Linked DNA regions of Mus musculus: region 1 is linked to region 2. Evidence: chromatin contacts called from public promoter capture Hi-C data. All regions are on one chromosome and are shown on one strand. Each heading gives the region's core, a stretch centred on a gene start, on an enhancer-like site or on the middle of the called end of the contact. The rest is flanking DNA. Distances are from core to core; before and after follow the strand shown. Region 1 has its middle 14 kb from the start of Gm30458. Region 2 overlaps Tmem131l (transmembrane 131 like).

Region 1 (3,998 bases), core at 880-3,379, 130 kb before region 2:
GAATAGTATTTTGTAGTGTATATGTGCCATGTTTTCATTACCAACTGAAGAACATTTAGTCTATTTCTGTTTCCTAGCTCCTGTGAACAGATCAGCAGTGACCCAGCTGAGCAGGAATGCATGCGGGCGGATATGGAGTCCTCTGGGCATGTGCCAAGGAGTGGTAGAGCTGGGTCATGTGGTAGACTTAACCTACAGTTTTAAGAATTCTCCACACTGACTTTCAGAGTGTCTCCACAGTTTGCAATTTCACCAAAGTAAATAAGAGTTCCCCTTTCCCCACATCCTTACCAGAACTTATTTTAGAAGCCAGGAGTGTAATAATCTTAAATAACAAAATAGATACACATAAAGTAAGTTGTTATTGCTCAAAATGTCTTCAGGCCATATACTGTATTTTAATATAGGGAAAACAAATATATGCATGGTTATAGCTACTAGTCTATGGGCAGGAAAAGCTATAATGTTGCTGAAAATTACTGATAGGGTTACACAATGGGGAGAGATTCCCCCACCCCCACCCATAGACACTAATTATTTAAAAACAGAACTCTAATGCAGAGATTCTAAAGGTGCTTACCCCTGATCCCAGCCTTCCCGTGTCCCCATTCTCTGCAGTGCTGAGCAGTTAAGTTCGGTCTGTCTCTCCCTAAAGTATGCCAGTGTTGCTTCTTGAGCCCTCTGCAGGCAGACCTTCTGAAGGTCACCCGTTTAAGGTTTACTCCAGTCCACTTCCCTCCAAGGAGCCCTCTGCAGTAGTGCGTGCTCACGTGAAGCTGTCACCTGGCGTGGTCATCCTTAAACTGGCTTTGCCTGTTGCTGTTGGAATGTCTTGTAGCCATTAGATTTCTAGAGCCTCATCCTTGCATTGTCTGCATAGAAGGCCTCCGTGCTCAGTTGCCTGGGAGGGTAATCGCTGATACGGTTAAAGCTATTGAATAGAAAATTACACAGTGAGCGACTGGAAATGCTCCCCTACTCCTGGGGCATGGTCCTCAAGCCAGAAACAAGTGGAGCTGGAATAGAAGTAGGCTTGAGCTCAGTCCTTGCTCCAAGTGTGAGTTTAGGTAAGTTACTCAACACCCCCCAAGCCTTCGTGTTCCCCTTTTAAAGGCATGTGGAAATGGTTTCAGATGTTGAGAGTGTTTGGAGAGTTAGACAGAATAATGTGGACACTCTTCTCTAGCACAGAGAATGCGCTCAGCAGAGAGTAGACATGTTCTAAATACAGCAGATTCTTGCCAGAGAAAAAGAAATCCCCGCAAGTAAAAACAAACAAACAAACAAACAATCAAACAAACCATGGGCAGAGTGACTGTCATGACTGTGCTGCACCACCCCCACCCCCACCCTGTCCATCATGGCTGCCTTGCCCCTGTCCATGATAGATGTGCTGACCCCATCAAGGCTATGCTGGCCCTGTCATGGCTGCCCTGCCCCTGTCACGGCTCTGCTGGCCCTATCATGGGTATGTGGCTCTTAGGGCCAAACTCCACCAGTTCTGCCTACACTCCTGCCAACCTCTTCACTCCTTCACTTGGAATTCAGGCCAGTGGAGGAGGGTTTCAGAAATTGTAACTTGGAAATAGAAAACAATTTTCTTACAGAGAAGCATTGTTCTACCTTCATAAAATTCATAAAGTGCATTGTGTTACCTTCATAAAATGACTTACAGGCTCCTTTGGCCATATCTGGCAATCAAAGCCACCATGTCTAAAATTGTTTCTATGGGAAACTATGTTCCCAGCTCCTAACAACAGACTTAGAAATGAACTAATGGAATGTGTCTTGTTTGGGGACAGTCTGTAGGTCAGCATTTGTGACTCATTGTCAGTGAAAGAGAAATGGTACTTATTACACTGATTCTGAAAACTACAACACATACATTTCTTAATGAGGTCATCAAGGGTCTAAAGTTATTTAAAGTAGCAACCATGTAAACCTATCACATCATGTTGATATCTGGAATCTTATATCCCAGCTATTAACCCAGCAACTGAGATGCACTTACTATGTGCTCTTTAGACAGCTTCAGAATTTACTATTTTTAAGGGGGGCAGGGCTTTATGCTTTTGCATGTTCCTCGGTGGTTATATAACTGCGAGCTGAAACCCTGTCCTCCCTCCCCTTCCCCTGCTCGGAGGCTTCTCTGCCCATGTTTGGTAACTGTTCCACAGCAGATTCTGAAACTGAATCAAGCCAGCAGAACTCTTATTTGGACGGGTTGAAAGCTGAACAGCTCAAGATCTAAGATTTAAGAATCCCCTGTGTGTAGTCAGGGGCTGTGGCTCAGCAGTGGGATGCTTAGCCAGCATGTGAGATGCTGGGCTCCATCCCTAGCCCTGGAAGAAGAGGAAAAAAAAAAAAAATGTCTCCTGTGCAGTGAATCTGTGGATCAGGGTTGATTTTTAAAGGCAAGGTACTCACAAAATATCACATTATTCTTTGTAATTATAAATTATTATTCATTAGCTTCAAATAAAGTTGAGAGTAAAGGCAAGGTGGTTCTCTGGAACAGGGCTGACAGTGCTGGAAAGACTGTACATCAAGAGCCCATGAGGAGACAGTGTGAGGACCTCTTGATTTCCTGACTTAAGATGTGAGTGTGGGGAGAAAGCTGGTCCTCCCATTCATTCTTTCATTCAGTGGGCGTGTGCTGGCAGTCAAGTTCTCATAAAGAGTATGGTTTACTTTGGAAGACACTGGACAAATACCCTAAGTAATAGGTGCCATGACACCAAACTCAGGATACTAGAAAGGTTTAACTGAGGACTGTGAGTTGGAGTGGCAGTTGGGGCATTTAACTTGAAACCTAATACAGACATGGGATGAGCACGTGTGAAGACTCTCATGGGGAAAAAACAGAAGTGGCTGTGACAGAATAAGAAAGTCAGAGCCCCATGCCCAAGGGACAGCTAGAGTGTAGAGCGATACATCTCTCAAAACATGGGAACTTTAATGGGTTTTCATCATTGGAAATAAGACAAAGTCCATGATCTGGGCCTGGGGATTTGATTGGTAGAGTGCTTGACTTCTTTGTATATGTGAAGACCTAGGTTCAGTTCCTATTACAAACAAACAAACCAAAGCTGGGCATGATGGTACATGCCTGAAGTATCAGCACCAGGGACATGCACACAGGAAGACCAAAAGGCCAAGGTCACCTTCAGCTACATAGCCACTTTGGGGAGATCAGCCTGTGCTATATGAAACTTGTCTTGGGGGGACATGGGGAGAGAGGATGGAGGATTGGGGTGGTAGAGGAGCACAGAGCCGTACATACACAGAGGGTTTATGTAAGTAACGAAATTAACATTTTAAAATTTGTAGTTTTAAAAATCACTCTGTGATATCTATATCTATATCTTGTCACTAAACTTTGTAAGCCATCTGACTTTATTAACAAATATTTTATGTTGATAGGAATGCAGCTCAGTGCCTACCGACCATTCATGATGCTCTGGGTGTGGAACCATGTGCCTGTAAGCCCAGGACTTGGGAGGGTGAGACAGGAGGACCAGAAGTTCAGGGTCATCCTCAGCTGCGTTGTGAGTTCAAAGCCAGCTCACAGTGTTAGACGTTTAAGTCTGTGAATGATTAACACTGTTAGCTTTGTTCCTGTGGGATGGGGGGTGGGGTGGGTGGGGCAGTGCATCATGGTAGGAGTACATGACAGAGCAACGTCACTTACCCCATTGCCAGGACTGAGTGAGAGGACAGGCATGAGCCTGGACTCCCCCAATCCCCTTTTAGATTACACTTTGGATGACCAGCAGAGGCTTCTACTAGGTCCCACCCCTTCATTGTTGCTCCACTTACCAATAATGTCTGCTTTGGTACCAGCCGTTTAACATATTGACCTTTGAGGGACACTTAAAAGTCATAGGAAGTTTCTGGTATGGAGCTGGTGGAGACAAGGTTGGGAGAGGACAGTAGTTACATTTATTGTAATAATCTGGGTAAGAAGTGGTGAGAGCCTCGAGCAGGCCGGGGAGGAG
Region 2 (3,727 bases), core at 262-2,761:
AGGCTGCCCTGGCAACCTCATAGCACTGCTCTGCTTTAGACAGAGTAGAATATTATTTACTAGCAGTAATTTTGTAAGTCTTTGTTGGATTTCACGTATATGCTCAAGGCATCTTGAATACTTTGTACTATACTTAAACATGTAATATACTTTATTATTTTTTTCTGCACTTCAGTTGGTATGAATGAGAACCAAAGTAATTCATTTTAGTACTGAGGGATGAATCAGTGGGTCCAGGTCCCTAAATATCAAAAATCCTCTGCTTTCCCTTTGAGTCATAGCCTGATCCCTAAAATGCATCCTTAGGTTTAGGGAAGTGATTCTGCTTAGCCGTGGCTCGCCTGGCATCAGGTACTCATACATAGTTAAGCAAGCTTTCCCAGTGCTCAGACTCTGGCTCCTGGGCTGAATATGTTTCTTTTGTAATGACTGTGACAGAGACCTTGTGCAGGAGAATCTGCCAAAGGCCATGTTTCTGAGATTTGTGTGCTGTGCTAACTTCACTGTCTCCTCTTATGTATGCAGCCCCACCCCAACCTGGACGATGGTATCCCTCCTTGATTGGGTTGTTCTCGTCTTCTCCTTGAAGTTCTATGAAAGATGGCTGAGATCTTTGAACTTGACAGAGTCCTGCATTCTTTCCTTATACTTCTGTCTTCCATCCATAGCCCTTTCATGTGTTAAAAATGGCAGGCAGTTGACATTTGGACATCTGTTTTTGAAGTTTCTGTCAGAGTCCACGTCATGGCTTCTAGTGGTCATTGAATTGAAAGAAGGTATACATTGAAAAGCAAAACAAGCAAGCAAACAATCCAGGAAGTTGATTGGGTATAATAGTGCATACTTGTAATCTTAGCATTTAGGCCTATGAGGCAGGATGATCTTATGGACACTCGGCTGTACTGTGAGACCTGGTTTCAAAAATCAAACCAGGCTGGGGCTGGAGTGTTGTGAATGGGCCTGGTGCTGTTTGTATTTTGATGCTAATTCTGTTCTCCTAGGAGGGGTTGCAGACAAGGAGTGAGTCATATACTCAGGTGACTTCTTGTGAACCAACCCCCTACTGAATAAAGGAGCCAATCACTGAGCGAGTAGGAGGGACTTCTGGGTTGGACAGAGGAAGAGAGAAACAGGAGAGAGTTAGTTCTTTTTGGATGGGGATAGCTTGAACAAAATGTAGCTACAAGTGTCTCCTGGTTTCAATGGCAGATCAGTCAGGATTTGACACCTGGATTTGGATTTAAAACAAGGCTTATGAGATTAGGATTTCATTGTTGCACCCAGCTATTAAGTTACGATTGTTCCTGAATTAAGTTTGTATGGTGTTTTGCTTCACACAGCAGTTTTTCTTGGTTCAAGAGAGAAAGGTATGGCTGGCAAAGTGTGGGTTTGCCTGATGTGCAACACAAAGGCCGTGGGGGATTTGAAGCATGGGGCTGGCATGTTAGTGACTGGCCAGTGAGAACCTAGCAAGCAGGGTGGAGAGATTTTGGAGCTCTGAGTCAGAGCGTGACTGCTGGGGCTAAGAGTAGCAGGGTGTAGCATAGGAACTTGCTGTTCCTTTTAATATTTCTTGCAACACTGGAGAGATGGCTTGATGGCTAAGAATACTTGTTGCTCTTGCAGAGTACCTCATTTTGGTTTCCAGCACTCTTGCACGGAGGCCCACAATGGCCTGTAACTCCAGTTTCAAAGAATCTATTGCCCTCTTCTGACCTTCTCAGACACTAGTACACACACACACACACACACACCTTTAAAAAAAGCAAAAAATAGTCAATAGGTTATTAATGGGTAACCCCACTTTAAAATAAAAGTGTAGTTCTTTGTTTTTAACCAAATACTAAACACACCCAAGACAGTATACATGGGATATACATACTCTTGCTTCCTGCCTTACTAGGAACTTTCATTCCTTCCTTGAGAGTGTACGCCTACTGACAACAGAATATATTTCCAGTACAGCATAGCATGCAGCAGTCAGTAGCTGTTTGGAACTCACTGTATGAATGACTCGCTCTTAGGACTGGATGATGCTTGGGGCCTCCACCTAAGTTTCCTTCCTTCTATCTTTTAGGCAGAGACCACTAATACCAGCCTGCTGCGGGTGCAACTGGAATGCAGTTTACATAATAAAGTGTGTCAGCAATTGAAGGTATAACAATATTTAGCAGATCTCAGTTTTCTTTCCTGCCTCTTAAAAATCAAAATGAAAACTGCAGTGTATTCTCATCCTCAATAGGCTCTTGCCTCGACTGTTTTCTTTTCTCCAGCAATATGCAGTCTTAGAGCTCAGATGATTTTTGTTTTGTTCTGTTTTGTTTTGTTTTTGAGTTTTTCTCCTTTCCCCACGCCTCCCATTTCAGAGTTGCTCTCTGGGATCTGATGATGCGCTACACTTGGAGATGAACATCATTGTAGCAGTGGAAAACTCCTCCAAGCAACCTGAAGAGAACACTCAAGCCCTGCTAGATCACCTCTCTATTGTCTATGTAGCTACTGATGAGTCTGACACCTCAGGTGAGGTGGGGCTTTACAGTTTCTGTTGTGGGACTAGCTCAGTCGAGTGTGCACTGGGTCCTGCCTCATCCATAAAACTGAAGCTACAAACTTTCTTGCAGCATGGCCAGGTTTCCCTGAGTCATTATTTGGTTCTTTCAGAGACTCAAGGCAGCCTCTGCTTGGGGTCGATTGCAGCAGGCACTGCTTCTCAGTCTGCAGCTGCCCTGCCTGCACCACTTCAGGGAGGCTAAGTAACCACAGCTCTCTGAGTCTCCTTGGGAATCATTTTTCTTGGCATTTTGCACAGATGGAATGGACTTGACTGCCTAAAATAAATGTTCACGAAGGGTTTGAAGTCCGAGTCTTGCTCCAGAGTTACTGAGTTGCAGAAGCTCAGTTGACCAGATCATGCTGTTTCTTTCGTATTCTTAGTAGCCAATAGCTGGTTGTTTCTGGATGTTTGACAACTTGGAGGAGAATTCTTTGGAAATGTGTATCCTACTTACTAGAAATAGCCTATTTTGGCAGTCTAGCTTTTGAAGAACACTTGCAGGAGATACATGCTGTCTGATGTATGAGATGCAGACTATGCCATTTGCTGTTATAACAGCTGTGTTCACATGTGTATTTATTACTCATTCCAAAAAAGATGAACACAGTGATACAGGAAAGCATAGTTACTCATCAACAGTCAGCAGGGTCATGCGTGCAGGGCCCTCTCCTTCCTCCCCTGCTACCAGTCTCCTGCTCGGGACTGAACCTATGACTTCCCATGTGCATCATTGCACTCTACAGTTTTAATTGTTGAGCAAACATCATTTACCTCCAGCATGTAGAATTGGATGTAGTATCAGTGGCCAGAACTCCCCTGCCCTTTGGTTTACAGTTTGTTCGGTTTTTTTAATGTCCAGGTGGGTACCCAGACTGAGAAAGACCCCCGTCCCTGGGAAACACATTTAGATGATGGATAAAGCAGAGCCTGCCTTGCTCCAAGATGCTAGAGTTTCATTCCTAGCAACACATTCATCTAGAGTGTGTTGCTTTAAGTAAGGAAACACAAGGCTATCCAGATGACTGTAGAGCATAGCGTTGCTTAAAACTATCTAGTTGGTTACTGTCATTCAAAGAGAGCATAGTATGTTTCTGTCAGCAGTGAAAACCTTGTTCAGGAAATTTTATATATATATATATATATATATATATACACACACACACACACACACAC

What was found. Capture Hi-C pulls out chosen DNA fragments and counts their contacts.
Region 1: a promoter capture Hi-C map of adipose tissue shows a contact between it and region 2. The contact joins two enhancer-like sites. A contact is called at or near these places in 1 of 484 Hi-C or Micro-C datasets (nephron progenitors), 4 of 115 datasets of contacts at active chromatin or transcription factors (embryonic stem cells and memory CD8 T cells) and 4 of 9 other capture datasets (adipose tissue, embryonic stem cells, liver and 1 more).

What each region holds. Positions count from the first base shown.
Region 1 is chr3:84,073,837-84,077,834 of GRCm38.p6, reverse strand. No RefSeq gene overlaps it. Among named protein-coding and RNA genes, the nearest start is that of Gm30458, 14 kb to the right of the region's middle. Within about 2 kb of position 2,129, at least 32 of the 459 cell types and tissues checked have an H3K27ac peak or open chromatin away from gene starts, as enhancers often do. A contact at or near this core is called in adipose tissue, where this site is marked.
Region 2 is chr3:83,941,180-83,944,906 of GRCm38.p6, reverse strand. Tmem131l (transmembrane 131 like) reads left to right here. Exons shown (of 35, transcript NM_172681.4): 8 at 2,078-2,155; 9 at 2,367-2,520. Among named protein-coding and RNA genes, the nearest start is that of Tmem131l, 97 kb to the left of the region's middle. Within about 2 kb of position 1,511, at least 47 of the 459 cell types and tissues checked have an H3K27ac peak or open chromatin away from gene starts, as enhancers often do. A contact at or near this core is called in adipose tissue, where this site is marked.